Linked DNA regions of Muntiacus reevesi: region 1 is linked to region 2. Evidence: chromatin contacts called from public Hi-C data. All regions are on one chromosome and are shown on one strand. The core of a region is the stretch at or near the end of the contact, and the rest is flanking DNA. Distances in the headings are between cores, read along the strand shown.

The links. Hi-C and Micro-C count contacts between places; a contact is called where the count stands out from the background.
Region 1: a Hi-C map of muscle shows a contact between it and region 2, with 4 times the contacts expected there. The contact joins the promoter of RC3H1 here to the promoter of DARS2 in region 2. A contact is called at or near these places in 2 of 3 Hi-C or Micro-C datasets (blood and muscle).

The regions. Positions count from the first base shown.
Region 1 is chr5:101,152,565-101,157,640 of mMunRee1.1, forward strand. RC3H1 (ring finger and CCCH-type domains 1) reads right to left here and starts at 2,515. Exons shown (of 20, transcript XM_065936084.1): 1 at 2,397-2,515.
Region 2 is chr5:100,994,591-100,999,746 of mMunRee1.1, forward strand. DARS2 (aspartyl-tRNA synthetase 2, mitochondrial) reads left to right here and starts at 2,849. Exons shown (of 17, transcript XM_065936071.1): 1 at 2,849-3,543; 2 at 4,183-4,282. The coding sequence starts at 3,423. It overlaps CENPL (centromere protein L), which reads right to left and starts at 2,535. Exons shown (of 5, transcript XM_065936070.1): 1 at 2,077-2,535.

The DNA of each region.
Region 1 (5,076 bases), core at 1,265-3,764, 160 kb after region 2:
AAATCTAATTCTTAAGCTGTGGTCCCAAAACTTCTTAGAGGAAATTCTTAAATTATCACTTGAGAAAATCTGAACTGATATAATCAGAATAAACACTGATATTGAGGACATGACAATTGAGGGATCACATCTTAAAATAGTTTGATACAAACAAAAGCACAATTCTCCAAGAGCTTTTTCAATATCGAATAGAAACTGGGACCTAGCCTCAATGCTTGTTGGATCAGCATCCAATTTCAAACACAAAACCATCAACACGAAAAATCTTTGTTTTCAGGAAGATGATGAGGCAAATTAGTCCTTAACACAGATCTGTTTCCACAACAAAGCACACTGATCACTTAAAATTTACAAAATCATAAGTTACTACAATTGTTCTAATAGGTTTAGAGTCACAGATAAATTTAAGCATCATTCACAGATAAATTGAAGTATCATTATGATACAGAGATTACTTGCACTCTGTATCAACCTAACAAAATTCGCAAAAAAAAAAACACCCACTGATTAAATTATAACTCTGAACACTTAAAAAATGTCCCTGTCGAAATGTATTCCCAGAACATTCACATCAGCAGGAGCCATGTGAAAGTTGTTCTTTCCCCACTACCTAAAAAGTCAAAACATCCACATTATTTATACTAGACATAAAATTAAAGTCGTTCATATCATCTATTATACTTCAATTCTAAACAACAAAAAAACAGTCCAACCTCCACGTTTATTCAATTGCTAGTCTATTTACCGTGAGTTCTTGTGGAAGAACCAAGGACCAGTGCTTCTCATTAAACTTCATATAACCTGAAAATGCTCTAAATTACAATAGATATGGACAATTCTACTTAGAAGTTCACCCTAAAACTGTGTAAAAGATATCAACTGGCATATTCTCTGCACAGCACAGGTCCTGTGAAGAACGCAAACTAATTGGACCATGACAGTGAATGTTAAATAGTGGAAAGCAGTCTTTCGGACACATTCAAACAATTTTAATATAAATTTCTCCATACCGCCATAGAAACTGAAATTGAAATAACTTGGATAATTTCCTCCTTGAGAAGTTAAGTTTAGGAGAAATAGTAGTTAATTGTTGACATTTCAGAAATCACTACACAGGGCAACTAATAATGCGTCTTGATAAGTCTAAACATCCAACAGAGAACAGTTGTTTCTACTTTTTGAAAATTGTTAAAAAAAAAAAAAAGACCAGTTTTGGCCTGGAGATGAACCTCTTCTGTCTCCTGAAGAAATGCTTCATTAGGTCTATTTTATCTAGTTAATGTTGCTTCTTATGAGGCACATTAATAATTTAAAACGGTTCCTTTGAAGAAAAGTTCTATTCAAACATTACAATTTGTCTCCGCGTTGCCAGTAAGTGGCTTTGTTTCCAGTTTCTGGGACTATTCTGGGATGTCAAGAGTTATATTATTTACCGTTCCAAAAGAGCCCTTGTTTCACTCTCACCCTGGAAGCGGACACAATTGATGTTTACAGAGAACCGATGCCTAGAGATGTTTAAAGAGGAGCAGCCTTTAGCTCTCTCTCCATCCTTTGTCGATAATCACATTTTACCTGGTAGATTTCTTGCTGTTGTGCACTTTTTTTTTTTTTAAAAAAAAACACCTGCAAACCTAACCGCCCTAGCGCCGCCGGGAAGGAAAAAAAGACTACCGGGCTCGCTCTGCAGTAGCTCCAGGCAGAGACTTCGTAAAGCCCACTTGGCCAAGGAAGGGGAGCGCTTAAGGGGCAGGGGAGAAGGAGCAGCCTTGAGGTGCAGGGAGGCAGAGGCGGCGCCTGTTTACAGACGCCTGCACCTCCTCCACCCCCGCAGCCCGAGGGTCCAAAAGCATCCCCCGGAGGCTCTCTTGCTCCCGCCGAGGTTCTCGGACTAACAGAGGAGCTGGGCAGCCTGGTGGCCCCCTCCCTATGGCCCAAGCCTCCCTCGCCCTCCCCTCGTCCAGGGCGGCGTCTGTACATCCCCACGGCCTACCCACCCCTGCAGGCCCTCCCGGCGGCACGCGGAGGCCTGAGGCCTAAAGGACGCCGGCCACTGACAAGTCCCCGGACCACCGGCGGGGCCCGAGGCCGGGCGGGCGGACGCTACGGCCGAGGAGCCGAGGGCGGCCGAGGACAGCCCCTGCCCCGCCGCGGCCGCCTATTGTTCCCGACGGAGGCCGGGCCGCGGCCGCCCGGCTCCCCACGCCGCCGCCGCCGCCTGCCGCTCGCTCACCGCGCTGGTCCGAGCAGTAGCTCCTCTCAGCTCCGAGTCCCCGCGGCCGTCGCCACCGCCGGGGCAGCCACCGCCGCCGCCGCTGCCACCGTCGACTCTGACTCTGTCCCAGGCCGCCGGGCCACGGCCGCCGCCGCCACCACCAGCGCCGCCTCCGGCCCCCCACCTGCTGCTGAGGCTGCTCCTGCAGCAGGGGCCATCTTGTTGGTCTGCCTCCTCTTCCTCCTCCTCCTCCTCCGCCCCGTCGCTCGTTGTCCTCGTCCCCTTCCTCTTCCTCGGGCTCCGGCCCGCCCCAGAGACTGGGGCGGAGACGAGGGCGAGGCTCCTCCTTCCGGGGGCGGGGCAGGCGGAGGGGGCGGGGCGGGCGCGGGAGCAAAGCTCTGAGTCACCCGCCACCAACGCCGTGGAGGGAGGGCGGCGTCGCTCCCCGCCTGGACCCGGCGCGCACCCACGCCCTGAGCCGAAGAACTGGTCCTCCAGCGCCTCGGCGTCCCGCGGGCAAGTGGCCAGACGGCGAGGGTGAATTGGAAAATGTCTGACGTTTCCAACCGGTCCCGCGCTCACCTCTAGCCCCTTGGCTTTCTCAACTCGTCCCTCTGCTCTTGTTTCTTTTTCACGTCTCTCCTCCTACACCCCAGAAGAATTTGTTCTTATCTCATTTTATCCTGGTTCTTGATCACACCAGCTTTGCCCTAGTCAGGAGTCTCTGAAGAATTCAGCCTCCCAACAGGGCTGAACAGTCTCTCCAGGCCTATATGACCAATTAAGAGTTGTCTGAGGGAGGGCAGGAAAAGAACTGGCTCTTAGAAGAAAAAACTCGGATCTAAAAGCTAACCTTGTAGTTATTGAAAGTTTCTTCTCCCTTATGGAAAAGAAACCATTTTCATTTGGGGCCATGGGAGACCCCTTCAAGACTATTCAGTTTAACCAAACATTTGCTTTTAAGAAAGGAGAGCAATGGGGATTCTTCTTATACCATACAGTCCTAATTACAAAATAAATCATCTAGAATAGAGACGGTCCTCAAATAAGCACCCAGTTAATACTCCTCTGCATTATCATCCCTTTGTTTTTTCCTCAGGTCTGGCCAATAGAAGAGAGATTTTGCAGTTCTGTCCTTTCTTCCCTGCATACATCCCCAATACCAAAAGAAGTACTATGTTTAGAGAAGCTTCTGCTTTTAAAGTGATAAATTCAATTACTATAACAGCCAGTGTTTTTATATTATTTGTAAATAATATATCACACACCTTCCTAAATTCTGAGCAGAGAACAGTTCTTTTTAGTTGCTAACACCCTCCTGCTACTCAGATTTCAGCTTCTTTCTAGACGACCTATTGATATCTTTATACTGATTGGAATTTAGTCTCTTTGAAGTGGGCTGAATCAGTAACCATCTCTTCAACCCAGTAAATAGTAACCCCAGTCCTGCCAAGGGCAAATTTCTAGCTACCATGGAGGGATTAGGTGGGTGTGTGCTAATCTAAAGGCTATCTTTTGGATAGCATTTCCCTTAGCCAGGCCTCCCGTCTCCTGCTGGGAAAAACAGATTAATCTGTTCCTCCAGTTTTTCCTCCTCCTCCCTCCTCACTCCTAGGGAACCTTCCACAACAGAAGGTTTCAGCGGCTGTTGCTAGGCAAACATGCCAACTTCCCTGTTTAGGTGAAGCAACTAAGCCAAATTTCATTACAGTCAACCTAGATCATGTAATTTATTTGAACTGTTAATAGTTACACCTCAACAGGTAGACCCGCTTCAAGGTCCCCTTAAAAAGTAAGGTTTTTAAGTTAAATTTATTTTTATTTTTGTTAAAAATAAGTTTAAAATGCAGGGGCTTCCCAAAATTCATTTTAATGATATAATTAAACAAACATTTGGCAAAAAAAAAGACGAGCTTTGAAGAAAACAAGTGTTTGCAATAAAAACTAATCTACAAAAAGTTGTTTATATGCTTTGAATGCCCCAGATAGGGTAGATGTATTAAGTGCAGAGAATAATTTCTCCCATGAGACTGAGTCTATTTAACAGATAATATAGTTATTCAGTGGAAAAAAAAAGATATCCTGGATTTTATTCCCAAATTAACTCTGTAAGAATTCTAGCGAGTGAATTCAGCACTTTTCCCCCCTGATGCTGCTGTTTAAAATTTTTGCTCTGTTATTGTTAAATAATAGTAACCATTTTAGGGTGTTGAAAGTTAATATGAAAAAGATTAAATAATTATGTTGAAATTTAAATTATATTTAAGCTTCTAAATGCTTAAATTATATAATTTGTTTTAATCCAGTGAAATTTATAAGTAAATTTTCATGTAAAGGGCTTAGAACAGCACATGGCACACAAAAGGTATACAAATGTTCTTTAAAAATCCATTTTAGATATATATCATTATAGTCTTTAGTTTCTTGATCAGTCAAATAAGAATGACAGTAACCAAATACAATTTTGCTCTTAGCATGAACCCTAAAAAAATTTTAGTGCTGTTTTTTTAATGTCACACACAAATCAGAATAAGGCCTTATAAATCTTTTAAATGTGTTTTCTGATATGCCTATATAATGTTTTGATTATTTATTTAGAATAGGCTATGCTTTTTAGTTTATGCTAAGTGATTTTTTTGTTACCACATGCTTTAAAATTGATCTGGAATGTGTAATTTTCAACTTAAAGCATTGCTTGTTGTATTAGGGCTAGGAAAAAACCTTAGCTACCAACTCACTCACTGCAACAGCTGGAACAGAGACTAGGATAAGTTCGGTAGGTCACATATATACTCAACTCTTTGTTATAGATAAATGCCATGTTATTGAGTAGGGGGGCTAGAGAGTGGGAAGGACTAGAAGAG
Region 2 (5,156 bases), core at 1,599-4,098:
AGTCTGTTTAGTGAAAGCTATGCTTTTTTCAGTAGTAATGTACAGATGCGAGAGTTGGACCATAAAGAAGGTTGAGCGCCAAAGAATTTCGAACTGTGGTGCTGGAGAAGACTTTGAGAGTCCCTTGGACGGCAGGGAGATCAAAAGGGTCAACCCTAAAGCAAATCAACCTTGAATATTCATTGGAAGGACTGATACTGAAGCTGAAGTTCCAATATTTTGGCTACCTGATTCAAAGAGCCAACTCAACAGAAAAGACCCCAATGCTGGGAAAGATTGAAGGCTAAAGCAGAAGGGCGTGGCAGAGGATGAGATGGTTAGATAGCATCACTGACACAACAGACATGAATCTGAGCAAACTCCAGGAGACACTGAAGGGCAGAGGAGCCTGGCATGCTGTAGCCCATGGGGTGGCAGAGGCAGACACCACTTAGCAACTGAACAACAACAAAAGGGAGAGAAAGACTACTAGCTTAAAGGATTGGTTTTGAGAAAACATTTCCCTTGAGCATTTAATACTACAGTAATGTGAAATAGCCCAATCCATGCATTAAAGATCAGAAAATGATTTATATCTATTTTATTTTCTCATTCCATACTCAACAATGAGTATTTTTGCCCTGTTTGATAATTAAAGAGATTAAAAATATATCTTGATTCAATATTTTACTGTCCTAATATTCTTCCAACTATAAGGAGAGAGGTCCTTTTACTTGCTTTCTAAAGTCAGTCCATCAACTGATATTCTCAATCTCCATATTCCTTCACATTCCCCTTAGGCACAATCTTCCATGTTTATTTCAAACCTCTATCATCTCTTATCTCTATTCCACAGGATATTTTTCTTCCACTGCTGAGCATATTCTCATCTTCCTAACACTAAAAATTTTTTGTTTAAAACCTATTCATCTCATTCCTTTTGAGACCAATTTCCTGGAATTGTGGTATACAACTATTGCCTCCATTTACTAATAAATATTTTACTAGATATCTTCAGCAATCTCTTATGTATCTATCACTATAAAGACACTGCAATTTGAAGATTACCACTGCCCTTTGAAGACTGTCAACAATGTTTTTGTGAAAATCATGGACAATCACTGGGTCATCAAGTTTGCTCATCCTTATTCCTCTAAACTTTCTGCTATCTTGTTCTTTTCAAACACTCAACTATTTCTCCTCCTTGTTTCTTACAGTTTCTTCTGATTCATTTGCTGACTCCTTTGCTTCCTCCAGTTGCAACAACTGGTGTCTCCCCAAACTCTGAAATCACTTGTTTTCCATAAGGAAACATTCATTCAATATGTGACTCCTCTGGTCCCATACCTCTGCACCTGCATTTCCAATTTCCTGTAAAACACTGAACTTCTGTGTCCTCGAACTCATTAAGGTCAAAGCTAAACATTATTCCAGGACCACTCTTTCCTCTCCAACTACCCTGTTTCTCAGTAACAGTTCCAATTCTTCCTTCTCATTTTTCTCCCTGCCCATTAAAATACACCTTAGTCATCTTTTACTCTTCAGTCAAGTTTTACATCCAAATTACCATCAAATTCTGACATATTTCTTAAAAATATACTTATTAGCCCTCTCAAATCACCTTCACTTCCATTCTTAATTTTAGCCACTTATTCCCAACCCAAGCCCCCTTCCCCAACCCAATCTTTTCCCCAACCCAAGACTAGTTTTTCCACAGACACCTCTTTTACCTTGTTATTACCTTGCTTGAGATACTGTAACAATTCCCACACATCTAAATAAATGGAGTCAGAACTCTCTGTCTGGGCTTCAAGGCACTACCTTATCTGATCATAGTATCTGACCCTATTCGGGTTCACTCTTTACTGCTTTAGTTCTTACCCCAAGATCCATGAACAAACGGTCTTTCCAAAATCTAACAGTCCTCTAAGGTTGGATGCAAAATGTTTCATGCATGTGTAACTGGTAGGAGAAGGGGGTGAAGAAAGGTTTTGCAGAGGATGCACTTGAGCAGCCAAGTATTGTAAGGGTAACGACCACACGACAGGGCAAAACAGAGTTTACTGCTATGGCTGAACCAATAACAAAGCATCTTACCAATAAAATGCTGTGACGACGCTGTCACCCATTCCCTTCACGAATCATTCTTCAAGCCGGGATCCAAAACTACATCGAAACTGAAATCCCTCGAAGTAAAAAAGCCGCCAAAATGACAGCAAAGAGAAAGTCCAGAGGAACCCCTGGCCCTCCCAAATTCCCTCTCCCTCCACCACAAGACGCTTGAAGACCGACGCAAACGGGCCCAGCAAGAAGACCTCCGCTCCCAAGGACGCCAGGCCAGCTCGGCACTTCAAGCCGGAAGGGATATATCCGCTGCCTCAACCACCAGCTCCGCGACCCTCGCTCATAAGGAGTTTGCTTCAGCCCGCGGAGGGAAAGGGCAAGGGACAATGTGTCCCACCTCGCCCCTCGGCTCTTGAGCCCTCAGGGGCCAACATCAGCTCGGAAATCCCGCCTTTGACAAGCGGCAACTTGGCGTTCCGCCGCCTCCTCCGTTTAAAATCGTTTCCCGACTCGCTCTGCGGGCGGACGCAGGACGTCTCCGCGGCGCCGATTCCAAGTCTGTGAAGCTAATGAAGCAACTGCGGTCGCCATTTTAACTGAGGGCATGGGAACGATCTAACTGCTACCGTCTATTTCCCTACTCTCACTGTCGTCATTTTCCTCCCTTTTCTACCAGCGTTAAGCACTCCTTCAAATTTCCTCCCGTAGTAAAGATGGCTGCGACGACACCCTTCCCCCTCCCCCGCGCTCTGATTGGTTGACTCCTTCTACCGTAATTTTGGTTCGTCGCGGGGTGGCCTAAGGAGTGCTTGGCGCCCAGCTGCATGTGTGCGTGGTTTCAGGCCCTAGAAACATTGTGGATTCGCTTGCCTTCCTCCTTCTGAAGACTAGAGGTCGGCCGACAGGTTTGGGAGGTTTGAAATGCGGGGCTGATTTCTTTCCTATTTTCTGGTTCTGCCCGCGGGAACCTTCAGGAAAGCGTGCAAAGACGGGCAGGGCGTGTACCTGCTGACCGGCCCCTAGCTGCCTCTGCACGGTCGTGGTGTCCCTCCTTGCGCTGCTGTATGGAGTCATTCGCTCGTCGCTTCTGGCCTACCTTTGTTAATAGAAGTGCAAACGGATGCATTGAGAAGGGGGAAAGGGTATTAAAAGATCTTTACCCTACTCACCTTCCCCAAAGGCCCCAAAGACTTTGCAGATTTATCTAGTTTACCTACACGAGCATTTGAATGTTCAGCGGACAAGGGCTTCAATATTGAAGACAGTGGGAACTCCTGGCGTTTTAAGGGATTTGTTATAGTGCCTAAACTGACTTTTGACCACCATCCAACACCTGCAGCGTGAGATTCCTGAGCGTCTTACCATCCTGCGGCTCCAACATGTTCTGTTGGTTTAGTCGACTGTGCAGGGGATTATCCACACCCACCAGAAGGACCACCCAATTGATCTGGAGTTCTGCCTCCCGAAGGCTGGTACTTAGTTCACAGAGGAGAATTCCAGGTGAATGCAGGATGAAGCTTTGTCCTCTGAACAACACTGCCTCTTGTTCTCTGCAGCCAGAGTGCTTTATTCCATTTCCCCTCAAGTCTTGACTGGCTAGCTTTATGTGTAGAAGCACATTATTCACCCTCTTCCTTTTTTATTTTTTCCCCTGGAGTTTAAAAACACCAGTAGAGTAACCGCATGAATAGTCTATTCATTTAATTGATGCCTAAATAAGAAGCCTAAAATATTCTTGCATACTTAAGAATACTTTGAACAGGGTTTTTTAGTGTACAAGTAACTCTTTCACTCTAGATTCTTATACTAAAACCAGTTACTGCACCAACAAACTTCTTTAATTTCCGGGACTTTTACTTCATTTGAGGAAGAGTGTGCACTATTAAGAACGGATCAGTGAAAACGCTGAGTGATCAAAAATATTTATAGTCTTAAGACCAGGCAAAATTTTACATTGAGTTAGTCACTTGGATTTTGACACATTTGCAGGCAATTTTAATAATGATTGATTACCTTCTTCAACTTTAGATTTTATCCATTGACATGAAATACCGAAGGTGGTATGATTTGAGAGTCTATTCTCAGAAATTTGCAAATGATATATTTTTAATCTTGCCTTTTCCCCCCTCTTTTTTAAAGAACTCAGTAGCTTTGTTGCCCGGACGAACACGTGTGGAGAGTTGCGTTCTTCTCACTTAGGCCAAGAAGTCACCTTGTGTGGATGGATTCAGTTCCGAAGGTAGAGGCAAGTGGTGTAAGAACACATGATGATGGTTTTCCCAAGGCAATTTCAAACCTTTATTAATTTTTAACCTTCAGAAGAATAAAAACTTTGCAACTCTTACAGGATTCTCAGAAGTCATTGAGTTTTCAGTTTTGTTTTGTTTTGAAAGACTCAAATAGTGTCACTCAGTAAGTACCAGTAACATCTGTTGAAGATTATAATAATGAAGTGTGATCCACCAGAGGACAGAAATGTCCCTAGATTTACTAATATTGAAGAGTTCCTAGGACCAGTAATTGGGTAAGCTGATAAGCTTCATAGCATAAAAAGCATATTTTATTCTAAATTTAGGTAGAGAAAAGCCTGAAAATATGATCAATGATTCCTTGATGTTGAGTCCATTTTTTTGTTGTTTGGCTCTATATTTCTAGAACATATGTGAATAACACATTAATTCACAATGAAGAGCTGCAAAACACATAGATTGTGTGACTTTCCTAAAAATATGTCCCCATTGGGTGGATATTTGACCCATACATTTGGTGACTTCTATCTCCTGAAATGAAAATCTGAGGAGGCTTTTCTGTACCTCTTCTTGGTATTAAAAACAATGTGAGAAATGTAGGTTGAATGCTAAAATATTGGGATTTGGGGACCTTTTGATGGTTTGTAGAGGTTTAAGTTAGTATCAGACCTCTTTTAGAAAATTTTAGATTGCATCTCATACTTGGTGGTGGTGGTGTTCAGTTGCTAAGTCTACCCCATGGACTGCAACACACCAGACTTCCTTGTCTTTCACTGTTTCCCAGGGTTTGCTTAAACACATGTCCATTGAGTCTTATATTTAGAAAAAGGTAAGATTTTATATTGCTGCATTTTAAAAAATGAC